Regions from separate parts of the Mus musculus genome. Here region 1 is linked to region 2. The links are chromatin contacts, called in public promoter capture Hi-C maps. All regions are on one chromosome and are shown on one strand. The core of a region is the stretch at or near the end of the contact, and the rest is flanking DNA. Distances in the headings are between cores, read along the strand shown. Region 1 holds the start of Zpr1 (ZPR1 zinc finger). Region 2 holds the start of Ube4a (ubiquitination factor E4A).

Region 1 (7,221 bases), core at 1,387-3,886, 1.3 Mb before region 2:
ACCATATATAACTTCCATCCAGCGCCAGAACACACTAGAAAAATCCTGCTCCACTTTTTTATCTTTAGGTTGGGCTTCAGCATAGCCTAGCCTGGCCTATACCGTGCTATGAAGTCAAGGATGAGTCCAAACTCTTGATCTTCTTACCTCTTCCACTTGCCAAGCTCCATGGTTACCAGCATCAGTCAGTGCCAAGGGATGCTCGCCTCCTCCTTACACTGAAAGTGGCTGCAGTAGCCCAGTACTTACCAGTGTGAAAGGGGAAGCCATTTGCTTTAGGTCCTTCAGTTTGCCAATGAACTCATCAATTCTCTCTGCGATGGCACCTTCCACTGCCTGTCAGGAACAGGATGAAAACTGCAGACTTGGCAGTACACCCCACACCCCAACCCTCCAACAGCCATATCCCTCCAGTCAGATCCTTAACATCCACTTAGACTGGGAGCACAGGGACCTGAATTTTATAGTGAGACACAAGAAGCTCATCTGAAGTTTATAAACGATGCTGGGGGTTAGGAGGCGGGCTTATTTTCTTATTTATTATTCCACTGCACTGTAACTTCGTCTCAGTGGGGAACTGTTGTAACAGTGGGGAACTGTTGCTTCTGGCTCACAAAGGTATCTGCCATCACATTTACATCTTACATCACACGGGCACATAACACATAATTAAAAAGAAATTCCTTTAAAAATCCAAAATTCTGTTATGCCTCTCTAGCCAGTTAGAGACAGACAGCAGCAATGTGCAATGACATTATTTCTATAATAACAAGTACAGATATAAAAGAATCCTCAGGAAGCTGTAGAGAAGCCGAAGACTCTTCAAGATAATGTGACATTATCTGAAGTGCAGGAGGGCACACCGAGACGTGGGCTGGGGACAGCACAACATGGAGAACTAGCTCCTTTATGTGCTCAATCAAAAAGTTCCCCAACATTTGGTCTGATACAGTTTGACTCATCCCTACTCACCCGTCGTGTGGGCTGATCCTGTTCCAGGCCAGAGATCGCACGGCTGATGAGTCCTTCAACAGTGGTCAGAGCTTGTGGTAAATGAAACATGAGACAAGTGAGTGCTGACGTGCTATCACTTGTCTGTGTGACCCTCAACACTTTCCCTGAACTCTGCAGGCCTCCTTCTCCTCATCTATAAAGCTCTAAACTAAGCACACCGTGGTCTGTCTCACTACTGGACTCTTAAGAGATTTAATTAGACGGGCAGTGGTGGTGCAGGCCTTTGATCCCAGCACTTGGGAGGCAGAGGCAGGCAGATTTCCGAGTTTGAGGCCAGCCTAGTCTACAGAGTGAGTTCCAGGACAGCCAGGGCTACATAGGGAAACCCTAAAAACCAACAAAACAAAACAAAACAAAACAAAAGAGAGAGAGAGATTAACTATAACTTTTTACTCACATTAAAACATGAAAATCCACTATAATTAAATGACCAAACACAAGCCACTAGGCGTGACCTGGACCAGGCTTTGAAAGAAAATAGGAAACATCTCAGCTTGTGAACAGCTCACACACCTCACACACCTGATCTTAAAACTCACCTCCCTTCTGGCTGAAGGCTGGAATCTCAAAATCCAGCTCGGGGATCCTTGTGGTGGCAGAGTCTGTCTTTACCACTTCTCTGTTCATGTCCTGGACAGAAAGCAAACCGTTCTAGCTAAAGAGGTCAGCAATAAAGCTTGGGAAATAACCAGACCATCTCTCCATCAGATGCCAACCCAGATCTTTCTTCTTCCCGCCTTCCATTCAGAAGAGTCCAAACTACTTCAGGATAGTACACATGGTGTCAGCCTGACTACCCAGAAGGTAAGAACACCACCCACAAAGCCCAGCTCTTCCACATAAATCCCATCACTCCCACAAAATTCGCAAAGCACGTTCACCACTCAAAGCAGCAGAACCGAGGCCAGCACCACCGACACCACTGTCAAAGGACGACACTAAGGGCTTGGGACAGGTCTGGTGAAGGGCTGATGGTCCGATTGGGGGCTCTGACCCCCAGTGCGCTCTCTGAAACCGTGGGGGTACCTTCTCTGGTCTGCGCTCACCTCTTGGCTTCTCACGGTCAAGGTGTAGCGCACTCCCTGGTCCTGGATCCTGCCTGCAGACTGGATCTCCGTGTTGTTCCAGCCACAGTGTTCGCAGGAAAAGGAGCTCACGATGATTTCTCTAAAGAAGGGGATCTTGGTGAGCAGAAGTCGCGTCGTGCCCTAGGGAAGCAGAAGCGGCGTTGGGGAGAATGACTTCAGCTTGTTTACACCCTGTACGCCAGAGCTGCCTCTGGGTGCACGGCTGGGTGGTTCCCCGGGCTCAGACTCACGTTCCGGTAACAGTTCATGCACAGTGACTCGATCTCGGTGGGCTGTTGCTCCTCATCCTCGGCGCTGAGGGGCCGGAACAAAGGCCCGGTGGCTGGTGACGCAGCCGCAGCGGGCGAGGGCCCGACGGCGGCCCCCGGGTGTCCCGGCTGCACAGCCCCGCTGGCAGACATCTCCCCACGCGTTGCTCCCGCGGCGGCTTCCGGCTTCCGCGGCCCCTGCGACCTCACTTCCTCCAGCCCCTGTTCCCGCCCCTTCTTAAAGAGGCCGCAGACCCTGCGTTTCCTAGGTCAGTCTCTGACAAAGACTTCCGGTTCCTAGACTGCACTTCCGTAACTAGAGAAGACCCACACTGGGCTGGAGAGATGGCTCATCGGGTAAGAGCACTGACTGCTCTTCCAAAGATCCTGAGTTCAAATCCCAACAATCACATGTTGGCTCACAACCATTCATAATGGGGTCTGACGCCCTCTTCTGGTGTGTCTGAAGACAGCTACTCGTGAGTAGCTCGCTAGTTGTGGCTTCTCTATACGGGTAGCCTGTTTGTCCCCAGGACTCCAGGTCTATGTAAAATGCCCCGGTTGCTTTGGAATCGCCTAGGCTGTGCCCCCACGGGCTGGTGAGATGGCTCAGTGGGTAAGAGCACCCGACTGGTCTTCCAAAGGTCCAAAGTTCCGAGTTCAAATCCCAACAACCACATGGTGGCTCACAACCATCGGTAAGGAGATCTGACTCCCTCTTCTGGAGTGTCTGAAGACAGCTACAGTATAGTTACATATAATAAATAAAATAAATAATTAAAAAAAAAAAACTGTGGCCAGACCTTGCCTGGGTCCCCTCTCCTGTTATCTAGCTTCTCCCCTCCCTGACTCTCTTTCCCCCAGCTCCTCACTTCTGTCCTTTTAAACACCGCCCCTAACTCTAAATACACTGCTCTTCTTTTTACTCATTTTTCTCATTCCCCCCACCGCATTCGCTGTCTTAATCTCTCCTTGTTTCCTAACAAAACACCCTACTTTATCGGGTTTTTTCAAATTTCCTTTCTAGCGCTTCCTCTCTAAGTCTTGGACCACAACCCAGTCACATGGCTGACACTGACTCTATCTACAGGATTGAGGGTAACAAGGGTGTGGTTGCGTGGAGTGCAGCTTCACAGAGGATCTGTAGTGGGGAGGTATCGAGCATCCTGTGCAGAGAAGGCTGAGCTGGGAAGAAAGGGTGCTGAGCTGGGCTTTCCTTCCCCGCCCCTGTCTTGTTTCACTGGTCCCTGGCGATCTTTGATATCTGAGTGAGTGTGTATACGAAAGAGAGTTAAGAGTTCTTAGGTCTCCGAGCATGTTGTTAACCCTAGTACTTAGGAGACAGAGGCAAGTTGATCTCTATTAATGTGAGGCTAACCTGATCTACATAATGTATTCCAGGCCAGCAAATACTCTGTAGTGAGATCTGTCTCAAAGAGAGAGTTTTTATCAATCCCAAGAAGAGAGTCAAGCAGGCATGAGGAATCTGGAACATGGGACCAAGGGTAAGGGGATCCTTCAGGGATTTCAGGGAGAGCATGTTTCCCCATTACACACTCCATCACATGTTCTCTGCATCATGCTCTCCTCCTGCTCCCTTCCAACAAAAGCTCTCATGACAGCCCTGGGGAGACAGGAGTTCCTCTCCGTGGACCAACTGTAACAGCCAGCACCAGGCTGCGAGAATTAATCCACGCTGTCCTGTGATCCGTAGACTGTGGAACAAGACAGCCTCCTCCCCACCCAACCCCATCAAATGTGACAGCCATTGTCTAGCCAGGAGTCCTACGGCAGAACTCGCCCAGAGTGGACCAAGAATGGAAAAGAGACAGAAAGAGCAAGTGAGGGGTACAAGTGGATGGTGGGTGTGTTCTGAGACAGAGGGGAAACAATTGCTCTCAGACATGGTCCAATGAGAGTCACGCCAGACCAACAACGTTCCATCACGAGCATCTATTTCATTCCAACCAAAAGTCAGTTCCACCCTGAGAGTCAGGAGGTAGGGACTGTATGATGAGGAAGGCACACAGTTTGTTCTGTACAGGATTTTTTTAGAAGCCCTCCTTCATCGTGTGGATGGCTCAGTTCCTTATCTGGATTCAGAGTTCTCTAAGGAAATAGGGGCTCTGCCCGGTCCCATCACTGGACCCACCAGCAGGACCACTGGCAGGGACGTACACACTCCATCACATGTTCTCTGCATCATGCTCTCCTCCTGCTCCCTTCCAACAAAAGCTCTCATGACAACCCTGGGGAGACAGGAGTTCCTCTCCATGGACCAACTGTAACAGCCAGCACCAGGCTGCGAGAATTAACAGGAGCCCAACTCCAGGTTGTAGTGGCATGGGTTTCCAGCACGGTCAAGCACTGGCTTGCGGTCAGTCACCCCACACACCATCTCCCACTCCTGTCACCTCACTCTTGCTACTTAGGATTGCCAAATGAGTACCAGAAGCTGGGTTTGCAAAGCCTACTGAGTGTAATGCCCCTGAGTAGGGGAGTTGAGGAGGCTGGGTAGGTTGGGACAGCAGCACCTTTGGTGGTGTGCAGGACCCTCCACCCTCTGCCTAATAGACCATGCTAGCGGCTCAGGGTCCAGACAATGAGCTGGAGGGTTAACCGGAGTGACCCTCAGGGTCACTCAAATGACTATGACCCTGGTCTTGAAGGCCATAGGCAATATCTTCCCACAGGTCGTCCAGTCGGCTCTGCAGTCTGCTCAGGGCCTTATTACTGTCTGAGTGTCCCAGCTCAGGAGCGAAGGCGCTGTGGCTAGGCGGGGGTGGGGCTAGCTGGTGCTGAATTTCCTCTGTCTCCTGGTCAATGGCCTGAGTAAATGCAGCAATCTGCAGGTAGGTGTCATGCCGAAAAGCCTGCAGTCTCTGGCGGACCTCCTCGGAGAGAGCCTGAGGGTCCAGGGAATCTCCATCTTCCGCCCCATCTGTGCTGACGCGGATGAAGGCACTGAGCTCATCGCGCAGCTGGTCCAGGTTGCGTTGGATGCTGGTGTGCAGGTCCTTCGCCTTACGTGTGAGTTTGTGGGACAGAGTCTGCACGCAGCGACTGAGTCGCGCGGGGCTGGCAGCTGCGTGAGGAGCGACACTGCGGTGCAGCTCCTGCACGTGGTGCCCAATTCCAGTCACCAAGCGTTCTGCGTAAGGGTGGAAGAGCTCTTTGACTCGGTCGGTATGGTGCAGCACTCGACTCTGCATGTCCTGCAGCAGGTTCAGCGCCTCGTCCACGCCCCCCAGGAGCTGAGCCTTGGTGTCTTCTCCCACCACGCGCAGCTGCTCCTGCAGCTCCTGCACACTCAGGCCCACCTGCTCCATCAGCTCCGCCGTGTAGGGTTTCAACTGCTGCCTCAGGCCCTCCAAGTTCCAGCCTACCTGCTGGTGCTTCGCAGCCATGTAGGGCTCCAGGCGCGAGCTCACTTCCCCCAGCTCCTGCTGCAGCTGTTTCCGAATGCCTTCTGGGTCCTGGGCCAGCAGAGGAGGCTCCTTCCCAGGCCCTCTCAAGGGTCCCAGCTTTTCTAGGTAATTGTTCATATTGTAGAGGTCTTGCTCGAAGCTGCCTTTCAGGTTCCTGGAGAAGGAGAAAGACAGAGAATCAGGCCATTAGACTGCTAGCATTGAAATCTCCCTTTCCCCAAAGCTGTGGGACACTAATATTTTGCAGAAGCCAGGACAGGAGGAGTGGCCCCAGAGCCTGGTCTTTAGTCCTGACCCCAGCCAACTTCATTGTTACATTCAGAACACAAAATGGCATTCGGTCTTACAATACCATCCAAGAAGGTGTCACACACACACGCCAAGATTCACACCATCTTGTCATTCTGTGGCATGCTAATCTCAGGTGCCATGGGCAGGAGAAACTTGGACAAGAGGGTGCCCAAGATGACTGAGGTGTGTTTGGTTCTATAGGCAGGGCTGGTTCCTTCAGCTTCCATGTTAACCACAGAGCCAAGGGATCATCCCACAGTAGGGCTGTCTCGTGCCCTCAGCACAGCCTTGCCCAGGCTACTTACTCCTGTGCCAGCTTCTGTGGCTGGCCCATCACGCCTTTGCTCCAACTGTTTTGGCTGAAGTAGTCCCAGAGGCTCTTCCGTGCCTGAGTGCTTGCGAACACTGCAGAGGAAGATGAGACAGTTAAGGGCCAGGCCCCTCAGCCCATCCTCCATCCCAAACCCACACTGCAGTGGGCCAGAAGACCCACCTGCGAGGAGGGCGAGGGCCCAAGTGATGACTGCAGCCATGCTTTCCACGATGGCCCCTGAGAAGGAAGGTAGATGAAGGCTTGATCAGGAGGAGAGGCAAAGCCAGGGACTAGATCTAGGAAGCCTGGTCTAGGGGGTGCCTGCCCCAAATCCCGATAACCCTTCCCCAGTGTGTAGGTAACATCATGTCAAAAGCTCCAGAGAACTGAACTAGGCACTTGCGGGGACTGGGGGTGGGGGAGTGAGGCAGGAGGGAAGAGATGACTTCCTCAGACAACAGGGTTGGATTGCTCCTTACCTCGGTCACAAAGTAGGGAACCTGGAACTCAGGCTGCCCTAGAGAGATGACCCACCCACCTCAATGCAATCTAGCTCCCTCGTTTGCCTGTCTTCCTGCCTCCGAGCCCCTTTTAGGGATGAGGACTGGTACACACAATTTCTGCTAGCCTGTATCTGCAGCTCTCTCCTACCTTTGCTGCCACCCCACCCCCACCATCCCTGTGCCATGTAAGCTCACCTGCTCGGTTCTGGGCACAGAGAGCAGACACTCTTACTTTATACTCTAGGCGCCAGGGAGTCTGACAACAATTCCTCTGAGCAAACACCACGTGGAGGGTCAAAGAAGGATGACCCCAGCTGGTTACTAGCACACTCACCT
Region 2 (6,694 bases), core at 326-2,825:
GTTTTTATGAATCTTGAATTTTCAACAATATTTGTCACTACTTCAATATAGCCACATTAACATTTATTTTGTATTATTTTTATTTTGTGTATATGGGTGTTAGGGCTGTTGGTCTATCTTTGCACAATGGGCATGCAGAGCCAATGGAGGCCAGAAGAGGGCATTGTATCCCTGAGAGTGGAGTTAGTGATTCTAGCTGCTAGGTGCATGCTGAAATCTGAACCCTGCCTCCTTTGGAAAGTAAGGCGGTGCTCTTAACCGCTGAGTCATCTCTTCAGCTCAGAGCAATGGCTTTTTACACAACACATAATATTAATCTTTGCCCCAACCTCACTTTCTTAATGGTGACTTTTGAAATGCAAAAGTCTTTTTGATAAATTCCATTTTATAGATTTTGTTGCATTTGGGAGGTCATGTCTAAGACAAGATTGTCTCCTGTCTCATTATTTGTAGGTCATTGTTAGGGATTTGGTCTAGCTTTAACAATAAATGTCACTTAGAATATATGTAAAGTATTAGTAACAAATAAGAATAAAAGATATCATTGAAAAATATCTGAACATGTAATTTTATTAAACTAAATCTCACTTCATAGCAGTTATATAGATATACACTATCAAGTACAGCAAAGAAGTGCCTGGTACTCCTATGCATGTATGCTACCAATCTCTTGCTGAGGTATTGAGCTGTGCCAATATAATTTTTTTTAAGGGGTATCTCAGAATAGGGTAGGGTTTTGGTTGGTTGGATGGTTGGTTTGAAGTAACCCTAGGTTAGTCCAAACTCACTGAATAGCAGAGGATGACTTCGGATGCTCAATTCTCCTGTCTCTATGTACCAAGTGCTAGAATTACAGCATGCCCCACGGTGTCCCACTCACTACAGTTTTAATTTTCATTTTCCTTACTAAAACTAAGAACCAAGGCTGGAGAAATGGCTCAGACGACCCAGATTCAATTCCTAGCACCCACATTGCAGCTCACAACTGTCTGTAACTCCATATCCAGGGAATCTGACACCCTCACACAGACATACATACAGGCAAAACACCAATCAATGCTCATAAATATTTTTCAAAATTAAAAACTAAAAATTAACCAGACTTGTAGGCTGTATACTGTTAGCATTGTATAGATAAATCTAAGACCAACCCAAAATAGCGCGCTGCCTGGCACCTAATACCTGCTCAAAACGTCTTATACATTGTCCTTGTTGGTATTGTTACTGCTTCTAAGCCACAACGAGTGAAACGGCTCCAAAAAGCCATAGGACAGAAGGGAGCGTAAAAAGCAAAAAGTCACAGTCTGTGCAGAGCCCGACACCACAATAGTGTATCTGCCCTCAAGAGATGGATTTCCAAGGTCTAGCTTCATATTCCACAAAACTTCAAAGCACGCAGTCATAGCCAACCCTGCCCCGCCCCGCCCTGCTGCCTAGCCCAATCCCAAAGCCACTTCCGGCCCGCCCCCCACCCTCGCTAGCTGCCAGCAAACGTGCGCATGCGCCTCCTCGGTGTTTTCTCTGTCATTAGCGAAGCCCGACACCGCCCTACTTCCGGCGCGGGGTAAAGACCCAACAGGCTCGGCGCTCAGCGATGATGTCAGCTCCGGTTGCCTTGCTGAGTCGGAAGTAAGAACCTTTTGGTCGCTGTAGCTGTGAGGTGTCGTCGTCCCTGCCCTTTCAGGCTCCGGTAAGAGGCAAGGTATAAGAGGACGAGAGTGTTGAGGCTGCGACCCGGTTTTCTCCTAAGCAATTGCCAGTCAAGGCCCCTGCATGCCTGCTGTTCTCAACTGCTTGCCTGACCCGGGTCCGTCTTGAACTTCGACCCTGTCTAATCTGGAAACCCTTACGGTGCTCCGGCGTCCGGTGGCTCTGCACATTCCCTTCTTCTTTGCCAAGTCCCTGCTAGGAAAGGCCCGAGTGTGGGCTGTGGCTGTCTTTTGACTTATTTTATCTAGGACCTGCGCAGGGTGGGTGGGTCTCCCTGCTGCCTATGAATGTTACTGAACCCCAAAGGATAAAATACGAAGAGTGAACGACAGTGCCAGATGCCAAGGAGACAAAATGAAGCTCGACTCATAGCAATCAAACCAGTAGGGTGCGTGTAGCAAGAGGTTGACTTTTAAAGCGAGTGACGGCTTCCCAGCTGTAGCTCTTTGGATTCTGCTCGAGTTTTTCTTGGTCGAGAAAACATTTCTCAGATTGACCATAGAGTCAGACGTTTTGTGTTTAGTATTGTTCCTTTTAGGATTCTTTTTTGTCTCCTAGAGCAAGAATGGGTTAAGTCTCAATGTCATTGACTTTTTTGGTCCCAGAGACATAAAATGGGGCCCAAGATGAAATGCCAGGGTTTGTTAGAGACGGTTTTGTTTGTTGTGTTGTGTTCTTTTTTTGTTTTCGGACGTGTATGTGCTTCACTTGATGAGATCCTAGCTTGCAGATAAACGTATTGCAAGGATTTTTGTTACGACACCTAATGTAACACTGAAGGTATTTCCAGGTAGACATGTTACTTTGGGAACATTTTTAAATTCCAAAATAGAGACTTTATGGAGTACAATTTAATACAGTGTAATTTGGGCTTGGGGTAGGGAGTTGCTGGGGTTATAAACTAAGCCCTGGTGCATACTAAGTGCTCTAGAACAGAGCTACACCCAACCCCACCTTAGCCATAGAACTTGGCTATAGCAATCTGTTTTTCAGTGTTACCAATAGTTCTACTTTAAAACTGGATTGGACATGATCTTAAAATATCTGTATGCTCTCAGGAGCCAGTAGTGGCCTTAAAGGATTAGCAGCACTCTATATAAGTAGAAGCTTGAGTCAGGAGAAAATGAGAGAATTGTATGGGTCCAATGGTTGACACTTCCTAGAGATGTAGACTTTTGCAGCAGGTATGTAAAGTGAAGTTACTTACTAAAAATGAATCAAATCCAAAAGCCTTGGGGGGGCTGGTAGTTGTGCCATCCCAAAAGCTATCAAGAAAGTGGATGTGTTTCTGTGTGGCAACTGAAAACAAGGAATTTGGGTTTATTATTACTATTACTGTTTCTTTTTAAAGATAATTTTTTTAGTTTTGCTTATGTCTCCATATGTGTTTCTGTATATATGCATGCCATATGTGTGCAGCTGCCCACAAAAGTAAAGGGTATTGGATCCCCAAGAGCTGTAGTTACAGAAAGTTGTAAGCTGCCCGACATGGGTGCTAGAAACTAAACTGTGGTCCTCTAAAAGAACAGCAAGTACTCTTAACCACTGAGCCATTTCTCTTTCTTTCTCTCTCTCTCTCTCTCCCTACCTTCCTTCTCTTCCTCTCTCTCTTAATCTCTTTGTTTCTTCCCCTCTCTCACTTTCTTTCTTTCCTATTAAAGAATCTATTTTTTTATGGATGTGTACCTGTAAGAGTGTGTGGATGCCCACAGAGAGCAGGAGTTGTCAGGTCCCTGGAGTTGGAGTTGCAGGCATTTGTGAGCTGCCCTGTTTCAGGTACTGGGATCCAGACTCTGGTACTCTGGTAGAGTCATTTCTTCAACCTCTTACTTATTTATTTCTGAGTCAGGGTCTCACTGTGTAGCTCAGGCTGGCCTTGACATCAAGATCCTCCTGTTTTCACTTCCCAAGTGCAAGGATTACAGGTATGCACTACTCTACTCAAGCTGGGAAACTTAAAATAGGTAGAGTAAGTATTAAGCCAAACCAGGTATCGAGGGTCCATTTCACCAGACCTTTCTTTTCTTCCTAGGTACTTTTATTTTCATGTGTAAGCTCAATGACTAAGTCTAACCTGGATCTCCACCGAGGTTCTCAACAGGTGATCTGTGGGCCCTCATTTTTTCCTGTAAGTTGTCACATGATTTAGCCTTGCTTCTAAAGAAGGAAATTCTCTATACCTATTTTAAGTAGATACGAGAACGATGACTTCAGTGGGGTAGGCAAAACCTTGTTTTGTTTGTAACATTCTTTCTAGTCTTCTTTCTGTTGTCATTATAAACCATTCTGACCAAAAGCAACTCAAAGGAGGAAAAGAATTATTTGTGCACTTGCAAGTCACATCCCATCACTGAGGCGAGTCAGGGCAAGAATTCAAGCAAGACCTTGAAGTACAACCTATGGAGGAATGTTGCTTGCTGGCTGATGCTTTGCTTGCTTGCTTTTTTTTTTTTTTAAGATTTATTTACTTATTTTATATATCTAAGTACATTGTCACTGTCTTCAGACACCAGAAGGTTGTGAGCCACCTTGTGGTTGCTGGGAATTGAACTCAGGACCTCTGGAAGAACACAGTCAGTGCTCTTAACCAGTGAGCCATCTCTCCAGCCCCATTAGCTAGCCAGTCAAGACAATTCCCCCAAAGAAATGTCTGATCTGGGCAATCTCAAACCAGGCTTTCCCCTAAGATGACTCTAGGCTATGTCAAGTTGACAGTTAAAGCTGACTAGGGCAGCATTTGAGGTGATAGCAGGCTTATTTTCATTCTCTGTTCTACATATGCATAGGTACTGAAGCGCCACAGTGTCTGGCCTGGGAGCTTGGCCTGTTGCTGCATCTCCAGATGTAATAAGTCTGTGCCTTGAAGTAGATCTCGAGGAATGGTGTGGTGTGGCTACGTGCAGCTCAGGAGTAATCACTTGGAAGACTGAGACTGCCCGTGAACATTTGCTTAAGCGTTGTGGTTTGGAGGATAGTTTCAGAATCAGATATGAACTTGTACTTGAGGGTCCTAGAGGCTAGCACAGTTGATCTGCCAGGAGTGCTCTGTGGAAGTTTTAAAATTCCATTATAAGCAGGGAAAAGATGTAATAGAAAGTTAGCTTGTGTATATAATGGAAGAGAATAGAATTAAAAAGGAAGTGATGCCATTTGTGGTGCTAAGCCCTCTCTCCTGATAGTTTTGAGAATATGTCCTGTTCTTCCTGCTTTCAGCTTTCTTTTTATATATATGCTGCAGATCATTGTCTCCTATCTAATGAGCTGGATCATTCAGTTGTATTTTTTTAAATATAAAATAACTCAAGCCAGGCATTGCGATACATGCCTGTAATCTTAGCACTTGGAGACTGAGGCAGAAGAATCACTGTACATTCAAGGATAGCCTGGGCTACACAGTGAGGCTCGACTTTTTAATTAAAAAAATAAAATAAAATAAAAAGGCCTGGAGATGACTTAGTGGGTGGGTAAGAGTTGCTGGTGCACAAACAGAACCCGAGTTCAAATCCTCGACACCCACATAAAGAGCTAGATGTGTCCACAAGTATACCTGTAACCCTAGCACTATGGGGAGTAGAAACAGGAGGATTGGTACTGCTAGCTGGCTTTCATCTTGACTCTAGGATCAGTAAGCCCCCGTCTCAGGGGAATAAGGAAAGTAACAGCATGGGATCCCTAGCATCCTCTGTTGGCCTCCATACTTCATGCATGTACGCCATGTACCTGTATCACACATGCATACACCCTTCACACTGGCTCACGTAGTTTCAGACTTTGTCTGTACACATGTGTGCCACACTCTCATATCACTGTACACACATGTACACGTATACAGACTTCACAGTGGCTCGTATAGTTATGCAGTTAGCCTGCATACATGTGTGCTACACACTTATGCATGCACATCACATTGGCTCATGTGGTTATGGAATTTGCCTATATACACGTGTGCTACAAACTTTTATTGTTGACTTTTATAACTGAAAAGTCTAAAATACTCTGTTTTCCTGTCTGGTTGCTTAATTTGGAGGTAGGGATTTTATAGATGGTTTAAAGGTGGCAACTCTGGGCTTGGGCTTTGCTAACCTAGCAACTGAGAAGAAAAAGAGTTCTCTATAGGGTCAGCCCAAAGACATTGTTCACTGGTTCCCATAAGCTTTGATAGAGGTGTTGCCCACTCTTGGATCCATCACTCTGTCCTCTCTGGCCCTCCTGGAGCTCATAGGTGAAATCAGCACATCTGGACATATGTCTTGACTGGACTTGGTACTCAGCGAAAAACTAAGTGTGTCATATTGAGGGAGAAGGTGGTGATATTCCGAAGCCAAAGTGACAAGCGTGCACTATACTTCTGCCATCTTTTAGATCTCAGGATACTGTGGGGTGTTGAGAACAGCAGTAGCTTGCTGACAGTGAGACAGCTCAGCATGGCATCACGTGCATCAGGGGCAAATTAAACTACCCTCTGGTTGCATAGGTAAAAGCCCTCTCAAGAACTGTTAATTCCAACATAAAGTATGATAATTTTTGTTAAATGTGATTAAATATTCATAGCCAAAAAAGAAAGAAAAAGTCGCTGAGTCATCTCTCCAGTTCCAGATCTGTAGTTTTAAACCTGTAAGTAGAGTTAGGTAACTTAATATGGATGAAAGACGCACAAACCTAACAGCTAATCGGATTCTGGCCTTGATTCAGTATTCCAAATCTGAGTATCAAGCCAGGCATGGTAGTACATGTTTGTAATCCTAGCATTAGGTGGAGGCAGAAGGATTAGGAGTTCAAGGTCCTCCCCACCTACAGAGGGAATTTGTGGCCCACCTACATAATATGAAAACCTGCCTTTTAGAAAAGAGAAGAAAAAGGAGCGAGAAGGGGAGGAAGAGGAAGGGGGGAAGAAGAAATCATCGTCATCAGGGTTTCTGTGCGGTTAAGGAAGCCCAGCTTCCACCTGAGCTGTAGCCGGCTGAGCAGGCGTCACTTTGTTTTC

The links. Capture Hi-C pulls out chosen DNA fragments and counts their contacts.
Region 1: a contact with region 2 is called in a promoter capture Hi-C map of liver, with 2.8 times the contacts expected there. The contact joins the promoter of Zpr1 here to the promoter of Ube4a in region 2. A contact is called at or near these places in 3 of 39 promoter capture datasets (hippocampal neurons, liver and pre-B cells), 1 of 484 Hi-C or Micro-C datasets (B cells) and 1 of 9 other capture datasets (liver).

Annotation. Positions count from the first base shown.
Region 1 is chr9:46,268,479-46,275,699 of GRCm38.p6, reverse strand. Zpr1 (ZPR1 zinc finger) reads right to left here and starts at 2,636. Exons shown (of 14, transcript NM_011752.2): 1 at 2,333-2,636; 2 at 2,061-2,222; 3 at 1,554-1,644; 4 at 973-1,043; 5 at 250-336. The coding sequence starts at 2,503. It overlaps Apoa5 (apolipoprotein A-V), which reads right to left and starts at 7,092. Exons shown (of 4, transcript NM_080434.4): 1 at 7,081-7,092; 2 at 6,563-6,619; 3 at 6,375-6,474; 4 at 3,779-5,932. The coding sequence starts at 6,602. The coding sequence ends at 4,966.
Region 2 is chr9:44,960,481-44,967,174 of GRCm38.p6, reverse strand. It overlaps Ube4a (ubiquitination factor E4A), which reads left to right and starts at 1,575. Exons shown (of 21, transcript NM_001346698.1): 1 at 1,575-1,690; 2 at 3,743-3,838.